Linked DNA regions of Hordeum vulgare: all the other regions are linked to region 3. Evidence: chromatin contacts called from public Hi-C data. All regions are on one chromosome and are shown on one strand. The core of a region is the stretch at or near the end of the contact, and the rest is flanking DNA. Distances in the headings are between cores, read along the strand shown. Region 1 holds the start of LOC123446215 (light-inducible protein CPRF2-like). Region 2 has its middle 100 kb from the start of LOC123446215. Region 3 has its middle 180 kb from the start of LOC123448042.

Region 1 (2,700 bases), core at 30-2,529, 410 kb before region 3:
TGTCCGAACATCACTGTCAGAGCAAAATGTAAATAATGTACAGACATCAGCGACTGACAGGCTCCTGGTTTGACCATAATTAGTAACGAGCATACTAAGGCGTACTGCAGCGATGACTGGTACTGTAGTCCTCTCGCGGGGGAACAACTGGAGCTGGATTGGAACATAATAGGTTCCCTTGTGGGATTTCTTTTCTTTCCTTTGGCCTAACAATGGTAGTAGGAGCAGTACTAATAATGGACGGGGAAAAGGATATTAAAGGAAGGAAAGCGAAAGCGATAGATGATGTGCCTGTTGTTTCAGCTGCTTGTTGGTCTCCTTGAGCGTCAGGTACTGTTCCAGCACCATGTCCTTCTCCTGCACCAGTTAATGGTTATTAAGCAACTTGATGTTGATCGTCGGATCTGGCATTTCAACATCTTCCAAGAATAGACATGATGGTGCTTAATTAGAGTACCTTCTTCATGTTCTCGTTCTGCGACGCTAAATCCGCGACTTTTCTCGCCAGTTCGTCTCGGATCGCCTGGACACGACGACAGGGTGCGAATCGTATCAGAATTAGACATGGTTGACAGGTGCCACGGCTGCTGTGGTGGTGGTAGGAGTAATAAATTTGCACAATTAATCACCTGGCGGCGGAGGATGGTTTGCCGGGCGGACTCCCGGTTGGCTAGCACGCGCCGCAGCCGCTTCGCCTCTTTCTCCGCCTGCAATGTTTCGTCGGTTGCCGGTTCAGAGTTCAGACGACGCCCCGGTGGATGGAGGTGTAGGTTGATCGATGCAACGTACTACTAGTAAGTGAGCGAGTTAATTACCTCGGTGAGCGTGTGCCGCGGTCTGCTGAGGCCGTATCCCGTCACGGCGGCGGACGACTGCGGCGGTTGCTGCCCGGCGCCGCTGGAGCTGCTGGAGCATGGGGAGGACTGGATGCCGACGTTGCCCAGCTCAAGGCTCAGCCTCGTGCTCGCCAGCTCCTCATCCTCTGCCTCCATCGCCGCCTGCTAACCCACCCACGGCCGGCCAAATCAACCCAAATCCTTCCAAACCGAAATCCAAAACAGGGCCAGCCAGCCAGCAAACCGGCGAAATCGATTACTACCTGGGCTTCTGGGGCGGCGGCGGCGTGGTGCGCCGGGAGCGGGCGGTCGGCGGCCGCTCCGGCCCCCGCCATGTCGGCCAGCGCCATGGCGGCGCGGAGCTCGACGTCGACGCTGGCGCCCCTGCGCCGACATTGCGCCTGGTGGCCGCCGTCGCTGCTGCTGCCGTGATCAGTCGGCATGGGGGGGGGGGGGGGGGGGGGCGCGGGGATGAGATCTCGAGCGCAAGGCGGAGAGCGGTGCCAAGCGAGAGTAGGGCGGGGCCCCTGCCCCCGCTTTAAATATCCTCTCCCCGGAGGCGGCGCGAGGGCCTCGGACAGGTGGTACCGTGCACCGGCGCCTCTGCGGAGCATCTGGCCCGTCCGGCGCGGCCACGTCGCGCGTATGCACAGGGGGTCCTCTATTCCCTCCACGCAGCAGCGGGCGCCGAGACACGTGGAGCCGCCGCGTGCAGCGCCCAGCATGCAGCGCGCGGGACGGCTCGTGGAACGAGGAGGCGGGTTGCGGGCCCCGGGGGCCAGCGGGAGCCCCCTCGTCGACGTGGACCGCGCAGCGGCACACGTGGCCCGGGCCGGAGCAAGGTGACTCGTCGCCGGGATGGGATGGGATGGAGATGGAGGAGCCCACAGGTCAGCAGGCCGGAGCAGCCGCCGCGTGTGAAGCCGGACGGGCGAGCGCCGGTGAGCGGAAGTGCCTAGAAGACCACGCAACTGGAGCCTTTGGCTGCGGTCGGAGCTGCATCGCACGCACGGGCAAAGCCAAAGCCAAAGCCTGTCAGATCTACTCCTATGCATGCATGCATGGTACGAGCACGGTTTTTGTTTCTCGTCCCAGTCTGCTCTGTTTTGGTGTGCCGATGCGAAGTATTGCTTCCTAATTAAGAAAAGATGATGTTCCCGTTTTCTTACACAGCAGCTAGCTAGCTAAAGGCCCTGTTTCGATCCCAGTGCTAGAGCTAGTTTGAGCTAGTTGGAGCTGAACTAACTCTCAAAGCATCCAAACACATGTGTTAGTTTCAGTTAAATGGAAACTAACCCACCTAAAAAACTATCTCTGAGATGAGGTGCCAATTGAAGCTAGTTATGGTGGACTCATAAAAAAAACTTTTTTTAGCCACACCGAATCCCTCCTCCTGTATCTTATCTCCCCCCATCTCCCCCTCTCCTCCGGCACCCACTCGTCACCACCGCCGGCCGCGCTCCCCCTGCCGGCCACGTTCGCCACCGCCGGCCACGCTCCCCCTGCCAACCGCGCTCGCCACCGCCGGCCGCGTTCGCCACCGCCGGCCGTGCTCGCCCCTGCAGGCCGCCGCAGCCCGCCCCGTCCCCGCTCACCACCAACGCCGCCACGTCCTCCTCCCGCATCAATTCGCCACCGCCGGCCGCGCTCGCCCCTGCAGGCCGCCGCAGCCCGCCCCCGCCGGCCGCCGCAGCCCGCCCCCACCCCCGCCCCGGCCGCGCTCACCACCAACGCCGCCACGTCCTCCTCCCGCATCCACTCGCCACCGCCGGCCGCGCTCGCCCCTGCCGGCCACCTCCGTCTCGTCCCGTCCAGAGCGCCCCAGGCCCCGCACCAGGCCGCCCAGGTTATGTCATTTGTGAGC
Region 2 (2,700 bases), core at 184-2,683, 310 kb before region 3:
GGGAGAGACCATGGTTGCCGGGAGACAAAGCACAAGCGGACTGGCCACGGAACAACGACAGTGGTGAGGAAGAGGCTCCCTCGGGCCTCATTCTGCTAGACCAGCGTCAGAGACAAGGTGTTGCAGCATGGCTAGTGAAGCGGCAGCCGACGACACCCCATGATCTGAAAGGACGCGCCGCTCCTTTTTGGTTATGGTTTTATGGACTGGCATCTGAAATGACCACGGGGTGAGGGGGCGATGCCACTAAAGGCGAGATACGGCATGAGTGGAGCACCTCCTCCCCATTTTCCTAGACGTGTGTACTTCATCCCCCATGCTTCCTCCGACCTTGACCACTTCCTTCCTGCTCGAGCTGCCTCGGGATGACCATGAGACAACCTCCAAGCAACCACTCCTTCTCATGGGAAGACGACGGCTGCACTTTGGTAGCACAAGGGCGGGTGCAATTCGGCTGGCGGAGGCAAGCGGTGCACTTGCCTACGAAAAGAAAATGCCCCAACAACCGCACTGGAGTAGAGCCTCCCGACGCCTGCACCTGTAGTCGTCGGTGGTGGGAGGAGATTGCATAGGGAGAGGTCGAACCTTGTGACTGGAGGAAGGGTAGCATCGAGATTCCCTCATTCGCTCGATTTACCACCGGGCTGGCGCAAGGCTATTCGAGAGGCCATGTTGTTGACGGCGGGCCGAGGCCTTGTCATCGGGAGAGGATGGACGACGTTGCTTGTGGAGGTAGGCCAAGTGGTGGGCGGACTGGAAGCACGGCCGATGTGCTCCACACAGATGTACTCCGCACCGCACACGGGCATCTCGTGAACTTCGTGTGAATAAAGGATTGGTCGCCGCCGGCGGCCTCGTTGTGCTCGGGCGACACGGTTGCGAAGAGAGGGGAGCATCACCTATGGGGATCTCCCAGAAGCACCATCCGACCACCACGTGCGAGAGGGCGCGAATATGGGCCCTACACAAGCTCGAGCACGGGAAGAAGGTGGTTGTGGTGGGAGCCCGAGGTGGGGCACGTGAAGAAGGTGGGGGTTGCGCTGGTGGATCCCGTCCCCTCTGGCAACCATGGAGGCAAATCCGCCCGCCATGGAGTCGGATCCGATCTGGGGAAGGGGGCAGAGGAACGGCTCCGCACAAGATGGCAGCAAGGGGATGTACACAGGGGGCAGCACGAGGGCGGCGGAGGCACGAGGTCGCTTCATCCGGTGGCCGATGGCGCTCCGAATGCGAGGGGGCACCCTGGCCAGGCACGGCTGGTGTTGTGGTGGATGGGGCGCCTGCAGAGGTGGTGGCGGGTGGAGGTGGGGGATGGGGGATGGGAGAGGGAGATCAGTGCGGTGGGGAGGAAGCCCGCGGGGTGGCATTGGAGGATGGTGTGACGACCAGGGGGATCCCGTCGACCAGGAGAGAAGGAGTGTGAGGCGAAGAGGTGGGCACGAGCACGGGAAGAAGGAGGGTATGGGTGGGAGGGTGCTGCGAGGAGTGGGGGAGACGGGAAGGTGGGGGTGGGGTTGGTTTTTTCTGTTCACTTTGTAGTCGTGGTGAGGTTCGTTTCGGGGTGTTAGCAGAATAAGCTCGGTGTGTGTAGAATAAGGGTCTTAGAGCATCTTCAATAGCCTTTATATATTGGATTGATAAAAATTTGTTATAGCAAGAGGAGAAAGAAGGTTTACAAAGCTAATATGTTTTTGGTTTGGTAGCCCTTGTATATCGGATAGCTGTATTTGCACAAACACACAATGACATGTGGGGACATTTTGTCATAGACACATTACACACTAGCATATGTACATGTATATGTATACTAGCACAACTCGCATCCACGTACACATGCACACACGCGTGTACTTACACACATGCAGCGCACACACATACACATGTAGCACATACACGTACACACAAACACGCGCGCGCACACACACACGTACACATGCATCACCCACGCGTACATGAACACGTGCACACACGAACATACATGCAGACACACACATCGCACGCACATCATACACACTAGTACACGGACCCACCTGCCATTGAGACAAAGTGAGGCTTTAGGAGGCTTGTAAAAAATTTACAAACTGGCCTTTGGCTTGGCAAATATGCAAAGTGTGGGTGCAAATATAACAAGCTTTGTAAAAAAATGGTGGAGGACCACATATACAAAGCCTGTTGGAGAAGGTTTTTTGGCCAAGATTTGTAAAATAGCAAGTGAGTGCAAATATAAATAGGTTGTTGGAGATGCTCTTAGAGGGTGTTTGTAGAATAGACCCACCCTATATATGTATGTATGTATGTATGTATGTATATGATCTTGAAATCAAAGGTAACCGATTCTCGTGGTGATCTATTCGATGTAATCTTCTTTGCGATGAATTATGGGTTTATGATCAAATTATTCATGAATATTAACTGAGTATTTTCTTAATTATTTTAAGAATGATTATTATAGCTTCGTATTTCTCTTTGATCTATTAGTTTGGTTTGGACAACTAGATTGATTTATCTTCAGTGGGAGTGGTGCTTTGTGATGGGCTCAATCTCGCGGTGCTCAATCCACGTGACAAAAGGGGAGATGACACGTATTTGTATCGCTGCCATTAAGGATAAAACAATGGGTTTTATTCATATTTCTTGAGTTTACTTTGTCTACATCATGTCATGTTCCTCCAAGCATTATTGTGTTTCATACTTAATACT
Region 3 (2,700 bases), core at 79-2,578:
GTGAAAAAAAGATAGATCTTTTCAAAATTTAGAAAAAAATTGAATCACACATTTCTTCGAAAAAGTGAGCATTTTTAATAAAATTGTAAATATTTTGAAAACTATAATAAATTTTCAAAGACATAAAGAATTTTTTGAAAAAAAGTGATTAAAAAAATAGATTCTTTAAATGGAACATTTCTTGAAATTCCATACAAATTTTGGAAACAGGGACATGTTTGAAAATTCTGGAAGTTTTTAAAACTTTTGAGCAAATTTTCACAAGGGAACATTTCCAGAATTTATGAGCCAAATTTGAAAAAGGAATCATTCTTTGAAATTTCAAACATTTTTTTAAAGCACAGATATTTTTCAAAGTTCTAACGATTTTTGAACTCATGATGATTTTTAAAAAAGGGAACTTTTTTGAAAAGGAAATAAACATGAAAAAAACAGAAGAAAACAAGTAAAAAGATGAAAAGAAAAAAGAAAGAAAAAAATCATATGTGAACCGGACTAGAGCCTTAAGGTTCCTAAAACCAAGAAATCTTGTAATGCGAGTTGGGTCGTCCCATAAGTACGTTGCGTGTGCGAAACGATGACAATCTGACGTAATAACCGACAAATGATATTCCGGGATGGGAGGTTGCGCTCCGAGGTCTATCTGGCTCGACCGACAGGAATGTTAGGCCGATGCGGGCCGGGTCGACCGAGCATGTTGAGGAGGGACAACGGGACGAAGCGTCAACACATCTATGGGCGGTTACAGGAGCCGTGAAAATGGCTATCTCAGGATCTGTGATGTGTTGCACATGAAGGCAAGCAGATCCAGCGGGGTGGGGTGGGAACCAGAGGACACCGAGAGGTCGGGATCGGCCGGATCCAAACCGACGGAGGGCAAGTGAGGTAGGGAGCTCGTCGGCATTTTACACGATGTACGTTTTAATTGTACGCTGGAACAGTATTGTGATATATGTTGACTTTTTTAAAATACACAACATACTTTAAAAAATTGACATTTTTTCAAATACATGTTCAACAAATCTTATAATAACGTTGATTTTTTTATCGGGAATAATTTATTTGTAAAGCAACATGGTTTTCCCCCTGTTTATTTATTAGTTTTTCAACACATGTCTATCTTTTTTGTACACATTACAGATTTTTGTGTACATCAGGAACATTCTTTTATACAGGTTTAACAGTTTCTCTAAACAAGGTTACCTTTTCTCATTACATGTTTACCTGTTTCCCAAAATACTAACTTACCTATTAGCTACGTGGCCAAACCCACTTCATAGCAATGCGGCTCGAGCACACACTCGAGGGAACTCCTACCCGCGAATCCTATTTCACGCTGCAGGCACCGGTTAAAGTGCATTTTTCTTAACCGACGCCGGCATCATTCGGTTATGGGCCGGCCCATCGGGAGGGGGAGGTTTTCCGGTTTTCTGAAGGTTCTGGAAGCTTCCTGGCCTGGTTTTTCTTCGGTTTATCTTTTTTTCTTTACTCTTTTTATTACTTTTTCATTTTCATTTTCATTTTATATAATTTTTTATTTTTTCTATAAAAATCATTTTTGATTAACTTTTCTCAAACGAACAAAAAAAATTCCAAATCAATGAACATTTTTCTGAATTTTACGAATCTTTTATTAAAATTCCTAAACCTTTTTTGAATAATGATGAACTTTTTCCAAATTATGATGAACTTTTTTTAGATTTGGTGAACTTTTTTTAGATTTGGTGAACTTTTTTGTGAAATGTATGAACTTTTTTCAAGACTGATAAACATTTTTAAAGATTTGTGAACTTTTTTCCGTTCAACTAACATTTTAAAAACATTTTTCAAATTCATGAACTAATGTCCAAAATTCGTGAATTTTTTTTCAGATTACAGTGAGTTTTTCCAAATTTATGAAATTTTTGTTTCGAAATTTGTGAATCATTTTTCGATTTTATGAACTTTTGTGTTTAGTTTTTTGCTTTTCTATTTTTTATTAGAAAAACTATTCTGAAACTGGACCGGCCCATCATGCAGTGTGTGTGGGCGCTGGTTCTCGAAGCCGGACTGCGCGCTGCGGCAGGGGTCTCTCCCACGCATAGGGAGGCATCCGACTGGGCCGGCTCATCTTTTTTTGGTCCAAATAGATCGTACAATGTCCATTTTTTATATTTTTCCTTTTTTTCTTATTTGTTTCTTTTTTTGGCTCTATTTTCTTCCCGTTTTCATTTGTTTTTCTTTTATTATCAAAACGAACAAACTTTTAATTTCTAAATCATTTTTTTGAATACATGAATGATATTTAAATGAGAGAATGAAAATAAGCAGAATTGCTTTTTGAAAAATCCTGATCAAATTTAGAAGGGCGGAAAATAAATTAAAGCATGAACATTTTTTGAATCTTGAAAACAAAACTTTAAAAATAGAACAATTTTGAAAAAACCCCGAACAAATTTGAAAGGATGGAGAAATTTTGAAAGCACGAACATTATTTGAATTTTGAGAACAAATTTTGAAACCGACAAAATTTCTAAAAAAACATGAACATATTTGGAAGAGCAAACAATTTTTTAAAGAACAAACATCTTTCAAATCTTGAGAACAAATTTTGAGACCGAGAACATTTCTGAAAAAGCGTGAACTAATTTGGAATCGCAAACAATTTTTTAAAGCATCAGCATTTTTTGAATCTTGAGAACAAAATTTTGAGAAAGAGAA

Evidence for each region. A called contact is a pair of places that touch in the nucleus more often than the background predicts.
Region 1: a contact with region 3 is called in a Hi-C map of seedling, with 6 times the contacts expected there. The contact joins the promoter of LOC123446215 here to the enhancer-like site in region 3. A contact is called at or near these places in 1 of 6 Hi-C or Micro-C datasets (seedling) and 1 of 1 datasets of contacts at active chromatin or transcription factors (embryo).
Region 2: a Hi-C map of seedling shows a contact between it and region 3, with 4 times the contacts expected there. The contact joins two enhancer-like sites. A contact is called at or near these places in 1 of 6 Hi-C or Micro-C datasets (seedling) and 1 of 1 datasets of contacts at active chromatin or transcription factors (embryo).

Annotation. Positions count from the first base shown.
Region 1 is chr4H:107,436,297-107,438,996 of MorexV3_pseudomolecules_assembly, forward strand. It overlaps LOC123446215 (light-inducible protein CPRF2-like), which reads right to left and starts at 1,280. Exons shown (of 5, transcript XM_045122890.1): 1 at 1,100-1,280; 2 at 816-998; 3 at 630-707; 4 at 458-523; 5 at 1-357. The coding sequence starts at 1,279. The coding sequence ends at 256.
Region 2 is chr4H:107,540,553-107,543,252 of MorexV3_pseudomolecules_assembly, forward strand. No RefSeq gene overlaps it. Among protein-coding and RNA genes, the nearest start is that of LOC123446215, 100 kb to the left of the region's middle. Within about 2 kb of position 1,434, at least 3 of the 3 cell types and tissues checked have open chromatin away from gene starts, as enhancers often do. A contact at or near this core is called in seedling, where this site is marked.
Region 3 is chr4H:107,847,228-107,849,927 of MorexV3_pseudomolecules_assembly, forward strand. No RefSeq gene overlaps it. Among protein-coding and RNA genes, the nearest start is that of LOC123448042, 180 kb to the right of the region's middle. Within about 2 kb of position 1,329, at least 3 of the 3 cell types and tissues checked have open chromatin away from gene starts, as enhancers often do. A contact at or near this core is called in seedling, where this site is marked.